3 separate regions of the Mus musculus genome follow, and regions 1 and 3 are each linked to region 2. Evidence: chromatin contacts called from public Hi-C and promoter capture Hi-C data. All regions are on one chromosome and are shown on one strand. The core of a region is the stretch at or near the end of the contact, and the rest is flanking DNA. Distances in the headings are between cores, read along the strand shown.

Region 1 (3,330 bases), core at 45-2,544, 430 kb before region 2:
GGTCTGTCTGGACTGACCATCACCACCTAGTATTGTTCCTTATAGGCTGGTTATTCCTTCCAAAAGTTAACCTCCTGCCTCATGACATTATCAGGTTTTCTGATAATGTAGACTGGGACTGAGGGGAAACCATGCACTTTTATTAAGGCAATTTCAAAATTACAAACATCCCTGAAACAGGAAAAATGTCTCTCATCATAATCTACTAATGTCATAGCTCAGCTTAGAGTTGAGGCATACAGGACTGATGGGCTGGGACATTTCTAAGTGGTATACATGTTAGAAACACTTTCTGATTCTAAGGCTTATTTTAATTAAATTTATGTTCAAATAGATAATACAAACATGAGGCCCAGCATTCAAGATGCAAGGACTTATATAGTCAGAGATTTAGGGGGCAAGAAACGTGAGGGAACAAGCCCGGAGAAATCCACAGAGCAGGGACTGGTGTTGGTCCACGGGTACAAAGATACTTTGGTATTATGTCTTGTCAGTAAGAAGATTCTTGTTTTCCCAGTGCCTAGATTAAATCCAAGCCACTGCACCTTATGGTAGTGAGGTCATCCTGGAGTAGAACTCGTCTGCACAGTTCTTTTTCTCCCTGTTTTTCCTCTATCCTTACTTCATGTTATCTAAAACTATTTCAAAACAAGAAACATGCCGGACAATAAGAGCAAAAGATTTCAAGGGGTGGCAACAGGAAACATAAAAAGGGAGATTGAAAAACAAAACAAAACAAAACAAAAACGGTCTGGCAGCAGAGCAGTTTTCCATAGGTTCTGCCGCTGCAGCAAGAATTTTATGCAAACAAGCCCTTACAGGTGCATCACTGGCGGATTTTGCTTGTAGAAGGAACAGTTTAGAATTTGTTGGAATAAATGAGAATTTTTATTTGTAATTTCAGCGTTGAGAACCGCCCCACCCCCAGCATCGTTTCTACCTTGAGCCCCTCCCCTACCTAACCAGCTCACTTCAGTGGGCGGTGGGTTTAGTGAGGAACGTGTAAAAACACTAGAATTCTTTGCTATCCTTCCGCCCGGTAAGGCGGCCGCTTTTTCTTCTGACGCCACAGCGTGAAAACCGCATGCATTTCGAAATGGAAAGACATGTCTAAGAAGGAAGCTAAAACCGACATTTGGTAATCGCCTGCTTGCGGGTGCTTGGCGCGGTTTTCCCTAGTTCGGGATCAGAACCTAAGTGTCGCAGTGTGCGCCACAGTAGTATCACTCCGCTTCCCTAAGCCGGAACTCCTTAAATAACTCTAGCTCCTCCCTCTGCGGGCCTCCGTAATGACGTAGCCGCGCCTAGTGCGTCCCGGCGGATGTAGGTAGCTATGTAGTCGCTTCGTGAGGGACCGGAGAGAGGAGTGGGTACCGAAAGGTGACAGTAATTTGCTAGTCATGGCCCTTCATCTTGTCCTACATCCCAAGCTCCCGGCAAGCCCCTAAATTACAGTCGCCGCCATTGCCTCTGCTCCCTGCGGCGGACTGCCGACGGCGTTTGCCTGCCTCCTTTCTGTGTGGGAAGGCGCCGCCGGAGAGAACGCACCTAAGAAAACTGCCTTGGATTCAAGCAGAACAGGTCAGTAAGAAGGAGGGCATTGCTTGGGGTTGTGGTTGCGGGTTCCATGATTGGTGCGGGATTGGTGACCTGATTTTAGGGGGCGAGTGTTGGGAAGACAGACTAGGGAGGATGAGAAAAAGCTATCTACGTTTCCAGAAACTCGCTTCATCACGTTTGGGAAGGGAGATGGATGCAATGGCATCATCTACTGGGGAGATGGCGTACTTGTCAGAGAAAGGACTACCACCACTGATGAACGCAGTTGTCTGAGGAGCCTTGAGAATCAGGAAGGAGATACACAAAGGGGTTATAGATGTGGGAACATTAAATCTTGTGTTGGGTGTATTCGAAGATTGCACATTCTTATCTGACCATTAATTAACCATATCTTACTCAGTGCGATTTCATTTGATTTGGGGCTATCACACATTCATTTGTGTGGATAGATTTTGTGCCAAGTTTGCATTTCTCCACGTTTCAGGGCGGCAGATCAAAAGGGGAGGGGAGAAGATAAACAAAACTGACCTGATTTCTGTACTGTGGGAGAAAGCTGCAAGACTAGGTAGGGTTCTAGAATAATTTCTACATCTCCTCTTTTCCAGCCTTCCAGAAATGCCCTCCGCGTTACCCCAACTATGTTGCAGAATGTGATAGGTTTGTGTGGGTGGGTGGGGGATAATCATAAGAATGTGTAAGAAAATTGAAAATGATACTTTTCATTATTTCCCCAGCTTCCTGTTATTGTCAGGCGTTTCATCCCTACTGCTACCAGTACGACCAACTGTGCAGAGATGATTTAGTTGTCCCTTCATGGAAATGATCAGGCTTTAAGAATATAGCAGAGGAACGTGGAGATTTGGGGGTGTCATGGGGGGATGACAAAAAGAAAGGGAATCAGAGAATTCTTTACCAAACAAGTATCTGTATCCAGCAAGCATTTATTCCGTAATTACTGTTTCCTAAATTATACTCAGTAGTGCTGTTCTCATGTTTGTGGATTTCCATTGATAGACACATCCGGAGGGTTGTATAACTTGGCTGTTGTGAATGTTTGTAAAATAACTGAATGTGAAGCTAGGAGATAATGAGAAGGCAATTGTCCAGATTCGAGGATTAGTGTGAAGACAGACAAGGATCACTGAGACTAGAATGTCACACCCTTCTGTTTTGTCAGTTTCTCGATGACCTCTAGCTGGTCTGTGGATTCACTTAGGAGTCTTGGTCTAACTCTAGAGATAGATGCAGGATGGGAACATCTTCCTTTAATCCCCTCTTTCCTGTCCTGCTCTAACACTTCATTATCAACCGATTTTTCAACTAAGGGATTACCGAAACAGTCACTCAAGAAGACAATGGAGGGCCCCAAGGGAGGAGGAGGAAGAGGAGGAGGAACAGCTTTGAAGCTGGTTAATGGAAGGAGAGGAAGACCAGGAAGGGAAAAGCTAGACAAGCTTCTCTGAGAAGGCAAGAATAAGGGCCAGGAACCAAGGTCTGTATCCCAAGAGCTGAGTTTCTCTGTCCTCTTTATCTATCTATAGGTTTGCCAGATCTGCTGCAGGGCTTGTCGCCAGTGGAAACAGAGAAAGGAGGAAACAATCCCTTGGCAAGAGCGCAGGTTAGTATGAACGTGGGGACTCCTCGAGTAAGACCTATAGTATGGAACAGTAAAGATTTGGTTGGCTCCAGCCTAGGTCAGCAGATAGCCTCGGAATTTTGCAGCCTCTCGTGTCCATCCAGCTTTCCTATTCTTTCTGCCCTTATTGGTGT
Region 2 (3,525 bases), core at 505-3,004:
AATGGGTCAAAAATCCAAAATCCAATGAGATGCTGGTAACAACGAAACTACATAACAGAAAATACCGCCAGGTAATTATTATTAAAAGTAAAATGAAGTTCAAAGATACATCAGAAAATGCTAAGAGAAAGAAAGCAGCAGCCACATTTCAATATCAGAGAAAAAAACGATTTCAAGGCCTGAAGCACACAGGGTAAGGACGGCTTCGGGAATGTCTTTGCTTCCAATGCATCAACACGAACTTGTTTCTTACTCTTCTTATCTCTTCCCTAAGCCTTTCCAACTCATCTACGCCTCTTATCACTTCTTCGGGGTTCAGATGCCTTGCGGGAGTGTCCTCTTTGGGCTCTGGGCTGGGTTCAGCAGGCTCTCCTCTATGGCTCCCTTCAGTTTCCTCCCTCACATTTTCTCCAGAAGCCTGAAGAGTTTCTCCTGCCTGCTGTGGTGGATCTTCTGAAGGATGGCCTTCGTCTGCTTTTGGTGTGTTCTGGGGTGTTCCTTCGTTCTCGTCACAAGACTTTTGCATGTTGATTATTTTCTTAATGAATTAATCCTAGGGGGATAAAAACAAGGAAACAAAACCGACTAGGTGTCAGGCAGATGGACAAGCTTTTGTGTTCCCATAGCGACTGACTTTTGTTTCAGGTCACTTAATTGCCAAAAAGTTTTCTAACTAGACAAGTCAGGTTCTGAGCTCCTGACTCCACCCCTTCCTCCACCCCCCCCACCCCCCCCTTGCTCTCCAACTCCATCTTCTCCTGTCCCGGCTCCAGCCCACCATTTTCCCAGCAGGCCCTGCAACAAACCTCTCCTAGCACTGAAATGGGAGCGGCGTGGAAGCAATTAACCCTTCCCTCACCACATGGCTCTAACACTCCCGCCCTTTCGGGCTTTTCCAAGTCATCCCATCCTCAGCTTCTCACCAGCAACAGTCAGGTCAGCGGTCTCCTCTCTCTTTTAAATGTCTTTAGCCTCTCCCTTTCCTTCCTTCACCCCATTTCCGCAGCAGGATTTGCAGGGGCCTTCTGTGCTTAATCCGGATGGGAGGCAGCCGTGACGCCCCTGGGATGTGCTTTGGTGTCTTCCACACTCCTACCCCCACCCAAAGGGACCTGAAGCAATTGCACCCTTGCACTGACCTGTAGGTACCTGGAGATTTTCCTCTCTTCTTGCACCTCGATTTATGTCGCGCTCAAAAGATCAAGAGTGCTGAAGAAAGACAGGAGTTCTTGGTGAGCACACTAGTGCCTAAATCAAAAGGTCTTGCTAACGGATAGCACAAAGTTTTTCCACATCCCCCTCTTCTCCCTCCCTTTGTGGCAACCCCGCCTTCATCTGTACCCTGTTTCCCAGCAAGAGGGCAAAGAATCAGACAAGTTTTCCCCACAGTGTTATTGTTTCTTCTCTCCGTCTCTCGCAGTTCTCCTTTCCCCGTCTCTTTTCTTTCTCTGCCGGACTCGGTTAGCTACCTCCCTCCCAATCTGCCCCATCCCTCATCAAGCAGCCCCAAACCTCTCGCACAAAATAGTTTAGCAGAACCCTAGGATAAGAGAAAGAGTGCGGGATGAGCGTGCTTTCTGTTCTCTGCTCCCTCCACCCTATGATCTCTTAAGCCAGCGCCCACTATTAAAGTACCTGGAAGTAGCTGGGCCACTCTTCTCTAGCAGGACAGAGCTGCTACTGGGGAACTGGGCCTAGACTATAAGGACTTCTGCACACGTCGACTGCTGGTCACGTGAGGATCGCGTCATCAATGAGCTCCAGCCTTTGGTTACCCCTCCCATTAACATGCAGCCCGCCCCCTACATTCCCTTCACTAGATACTGTCAATCTTTTTTCCTATTTGCCAATAGGAGACAATAAAACTCGTCTCGTCACCAAGTAGTATCTATTCACCTTACTCAGATTACCAGGAAAAGAGCAGTCTTTTAGGGTACGTCGACCAATTCTCCTAATTTGGGAAGTCAGCTCTTTCTCTCCCTTGCTCCCTATACTTCCCTTCCCCTCCCCCCACCAAATCCTACAGTCCACCATTTCTCTGGGAAGCTTCTCTGTCTTTAAAATGGGGGAAGGTTGTAGATGTGCGCTTGTGGGGGTAGCGGAAGAATAAAAGCCTAAGGAAGGGATGTTTAGCTTCTTGAGTCGTTTTCTGTGGTGTTCTGTTGTAAGAATCAGGGTTTAAAATGATATTTAAAAAGAGATACTTCATATTCACTATTTCACACTAGATGAGGAGAAAATAACTTCATTAAATCAATTTTAAGGTTTCAAAAAGTATTCTAATGACTGCAAGTGAAAGCACAGTATTTACAACATATTGATGTGTTGGGGTTTTTTAAAAATCTTACTAAAATGGCATCGTTTGCAAACCGACTCTGAAAACAGCCGATTTGTTTCGTTAGTTTTGTCTCCGCAATCCACGACTCTCTTTGCCTGAGCTTAGGCTATTATTAGACGTCTGAACTTTTAATTGATGACTGCTGGCAGCTCCCACTTGCAAATAAAGGCTTCAGACAGACTTCTTTTCCTTGTCCTTTGTGGGAGCCAGTGTCTTTGTTAAACAGAAAAGCCTGCTTTTCACTCAGTGAACTTTCGTGGGACTCAACGAAATATGTTTGTTGGTAAACTTTTGTTATTAAGAACAGAATGTTTGTAAGGAAAGAGCGCTCACAATGAAGCAGAAAGGAGGTAACTCTTTGTATGTCACTATTGACTGTGGGGCTTATTAAGCATGTAGGGTTTTCCATTCATTCATTCATTCATTCATTCGTGGAACTCTAGATACCCTGGTAGGATTCAAAGTGCTCCATTAAAACAAGAGCCATCTCAGAGAACTCCATACCCTACCATAGAGCTATGTACACCACATGTTCACTGCTGCTTTCTTCACCATAGCAAGGAATAATGTTCAGCTTAAAAAAAAAAAAGAATGAAAAAATGTTGTTACAAAATTTTCAGGAAAATAAACGCACTTAGAATGTTTAATATTCACTGAGATCACACAGTATCAGAAGGAAAATAAATCACATAGTCTTCCCCATAAGCAAAACCTAGTCGATAATATATATGTATATAAACGAATTTACATGTAGGCACAGTATAACATTCAGAAATGAAAACAAGAAAGTCTAATATTTGGAGGTGAGGAAGGATTGAATGCAAAGAATGGACATGAGATAGGAAGAGGACAGAAATCTAATCATTTGCCTAGTTCTAACTTTGCTGTGGATTTCTTCTTTTCTTTTCCTTGTTGCTGATAGATAAGTGCTTACAATACATTCAGTAGTGTAGGTGTAAGCTCAAACGCGCAGCCTCACAGCTTCAGAACAGATATTTGAACTGTACTCCTAGTTCTAACTTTGTCCTGGATTTTTTCTCTTTTCTTTCTTTTCTTTTCTTTCTTTCTTTCTTTCTTTCTTTCTTTTCTTTTTCTTTTCTCTTTTTCTTTTTGGTGATAGGTGTATATTCACTAGAGACAGCATAAACTCCAATGGGAAGTGCCACAGCTTCAGAACAGGTATTTTA
Region 3 (3,099 bases), core at 105-2,604, 290 kb before region 2:
TTAATACATAATTTGTATCACATCAGTTAATAATATATTACTATCTAAAATAAAGTATGGTTTTCAGAAAAAAAAGAACAAATTAAAATCTTTTAAAATATTGGTTTTTCTGACCTACAGCAAAAAAAAAAAAAAAAGTGTGATTCTTCAGCAGTGGAGTCTTAATAGCCAAAGGATGTGGCAATAGCTTCTGTTGTTTTAGGTGCCACCGGGGCAATGGTTCTCAACCTTCCTGATGCTTTAATTCAGTTCCTTGTCTTATGGTAACCTCCAAGTACAAGATTATTCTCGTTGTTACATCATAACTGTGATTTGGCTAATGTTATGAATCATAATGTAAATATCTGATATGCAGGATATTTGATATGTGACCCCTGTGAAAAGGTCATTCAACCCTCAGTGAGGTAGCAACCCATAGGTTAAGAACCACTGCTCTGAGGCCCCTTTAACCAGTAACTCGCAGTGCTTGGTACTGGGATTTTTATTTAATAAGTCGTGTCTTCTGAGAGCAGCAGCCTGGTCCACCCATGCAGGGTACCTCTGTTCAAACTCCTTTGTCTTCAAATTATATTTTAAAATTCGCTTGCATGCTAGTTGTTTGCTTTAAGGCTTCTTCATACATTCTATGTTTGGGTTGACCTATCACCTACTCTGTCCCAACCTACTCCCACGCCACCTCCCAGTTCTTTTATGTCATATGTGACTAGATGAGTTTTTAGTCCAAATAAGTCAAAGGAAGTAAAGTGACTTTTACCCCAGACCTCTGGTTGGTTTTCCAGGGACAGAAGTCTGGCTTTACCCTGGGGGCAGCGATGTAAGCTGCAATGGTTGCTCCCATTTCTTTTCCTCTAGGAACTCCATGAAGCATTGAGAGAAAAACATGAAGAATCAAGAGTCCTCTCTGCAGACTGTTGCTAGGCTACCTGTTCCCTCTCTAGCTGCAGTACTAAAAGCCCTCCTCCCTTTCTACTGGCGTCAGAAGCTACGAGAGAACTGAAGGGTAGCAAGAGATGGAGTGCAGGGAGGGGCTGGGGGCCAGCAAAGCCCAGCTTCCTACTGAAGTACAGGAGCACTCAGTATCCCTCCGCTGCTCCCTCCTGTTCCACATCTCCAGACCACCTTCTCTCCATAGTCCCCCTCTCCAAAGCCCTCATAGACTCTAGATTTCAGCCATCTCACACACTGTTGTGGCACCCCCCCCCCAAAAAAAAGTGGTGGTGGTCTCTGGTTAGGGTGAACAGGGGTCTGCAGACGCCTACGGGTGCAACCCACCTCTCCAAGAGGAGTGGGGCTGTCTGGCCCCGCCCACTCCGAGTCGGAACTACAGTGGGTCCAGGAGGGGGCGTAGAGCCCCGTGCGCAGTATCCCTCCGCCCCCTTCCCGACACCCTCGAGGTGAGCTGTGCTTGCCGCATCCTGCGCAGCCCCTGCCTGTTTGGTGCAGAGACGTAGGGGCGGGACACGTCTCTGCCATTCCACTCGCGCGCAAAGCGGTGGGGGTTCTGTGAGAGGATCCGCCGAGGACAGAGACCAGCCGGGAGCAGGAGGGGGACGCGGGGGAGCCCGGACACCTGGGCCGTGCGCCTGGCCAGGCAAGTGGAGGTGTGTCGAGGGCTCCGAGTGGTCGCACACTGAGGACCACTGCCCGGCCCTGACAGTCCAGTGAAGGCCAGCAGGTCGCGGCCTCCCTGGAGTGTGCGCGGTGCTCGGAGACCCCAGGCGGTGGGGAGGAGGAAGCGGGAACCCGAACCGGGCCCCGGGCGCAGGGTGGCAGCCAGAGTGTCTTGAGTCTGAGGGTCTGGAGGCCTGCAGAGCAGATGGCCTGGCAGCAGGCTTTTCCCCCCGGCCCTTTTTGGTGTTTGGGCCCTGCAAGGGTTGTGGGGGAGGCGACTATGGGAGAAATGGCGGCGCGGAAGCTGGGGGTGGTGCCCCTTGGAGGTTGCTGTTCATGGGTTGGAGGCAGGTGGCCAACTCTGGTGATGGTTCAGCTGTTTGGTGAGTCGCCTTTCTACCTGGGCCCTTATTCCAGAAAGGGATCCATGTGCCCTGCATCGTGGGTGCTGTCTCTTCCCACAGACTCCTGCTTGGTGGCAAAGTCTCTTGTCAGGGTGGTAGAGGTAGTGTATTCTGGGGAAGGTGAAACATCATTAGAGGGGCGATTATGAAGATGTCAGAACATAAGAATGAAAAGTTCATCTGCCTTCAATACAGGATTGTTTTATTGCCCTCTGTATTTAGACTCCTGTACCTAATTTACTGCAAGGAATTGGTCATAATAAGGAGTTGGTCATATATACAGAACTCCTAGCTATATAAATATTATGACATTGTCCTATCTTTTATATTCAGGATCCATTTTCTCAACATTTCACCTTGAACATTTGTTTTAATGTTCGAATGGACTTAAAGTAAAGAAGAACTTTTTGTGCAGGTGGGTGTTCAATTTAGAATATTTGAAATCACTATTGGAGTTAAGTGTCTCTTTCTGGGACCCCCATATATCATCCCCAACTTTTTGTTGTCCCTCATAGTTTTATACAGCAGCAGTACGGGGTGGGGGGGGTGGGGGGGGGTGGGATGCAGTTTCTGAAGGTAGCCATTTGGGTCACACATGGGAGCTGATGGAGATCATGTACTTGGTTCCTAATTCTTTAACAGAGGTATTTGAACTTGGGTTTTGGAAATCTGCCCATAAACCTATAATTTTATACCATGGTCAACATTTTTTTTAATATTTTCCTCAATATCTTTTGCTTTCTATGTAGGTCGACTCTTCTCCAGCCAGAGGGAAGAATAGCATCTCCCGAGCATCCTGCTTTGTGGTAAGACTGGCATTCATAGCACGTGAGGCAAGATCTAGCTATACAAAGGGAGGCTGGTATTTCAAACATGACCTTGGAATTATTGTTTTCATTAGCTTCCCTGCCTTCTTCCCAAATATAGTTGCATGTGTTCCACTATCTACTTTTATACCTTGTATTTTTTCCTCAGACAAAGAAATTTAGTCCCTGAATGGGAAAATGCAAGACTTTACCGTTAGGAGGATGCATATTCAGTCAGATTACAGGTCTTGAGCACATATGAGGGATAGTTAGGGCAG

Evidence for each region. Promoter capture Hi-C pulls out the DNA fragments that hold promoters and counts their contacts. A called contact is a pair of places that touch in the nucleus more often than the background predicts.
Region 1: a contact with region 2 is called in a promoter capture Hi-C map of hippocampal neurons, with 2.1 times the contacts expected there. The contact joins the promoter of Armcx5 here to the promoter of Tceal8 in region 2. A contact is called at or near these places in 5 of 39 promoter capture datasets (the 3T3-L1 cell line, cranial neural crest, erythroid cells and 2 more).
Region 3: a Hi-C map of uterus shows a contact between it and region 2, with 8 times the contacts expected there. The contact joins the promoter of Bhlhb9 here to the promoter of Tceal8 in region 2. A contact is called at or near these places in 1 of 39 promoter capture datasets (cranial neural crest) and 2 of 484 Hi-C or Micro-C datasets (embryonic stem cells and uterus).

What each region holds. Positions count from the first base shown.
Region 1 is chrX:135,741,398-135,744,727 of GRCm38.p6, forward strand. It overlaps Armcx5 (armadillo repeat containing, X-linked 5), which reads left to right and starts at 1,295. Exons shown (of 4, transcript NM_001009575.5): 1 at 1,295-1,581; 2 at 2,166-2,217; 3 at 3,102-3,178. It overlaps Gprasp1 (G protein-coupled receptor associated sorting protein 1), which reads left to right and starts at 1,295. Exons shown (of 11, transcript NM_026081.5): 1 at 1,295-1,581; 2 at 3,102-3,178.
Region 2 is chrX:136,170,497-136,174,021 of GRCm38.p6, forward strand. Tceal8 (transcription elongation factor A (SII)-like 8) reads right to left here and starts at 1,755. Exons shown (of 3, transcript NM_025703.3): 1 at 1,636-1,755; 2 at 1,140-1,209; 3 at 1-553. The coding sequence starts at 526. The coding sequence ends at 173.
Region 3 is chrX:135,884,497-135,887,595 of GRCm38.p6, forward strand. Bhlhb9 (basic helix-loop-helix domain containing, class B9) reads left to right here and starts at 1,355. Exons shown (of 5, transcript NM_001098222.1): 1 at 1,355-1,591; 2 at 2,349-2,430; 3 at 2,765-2,821.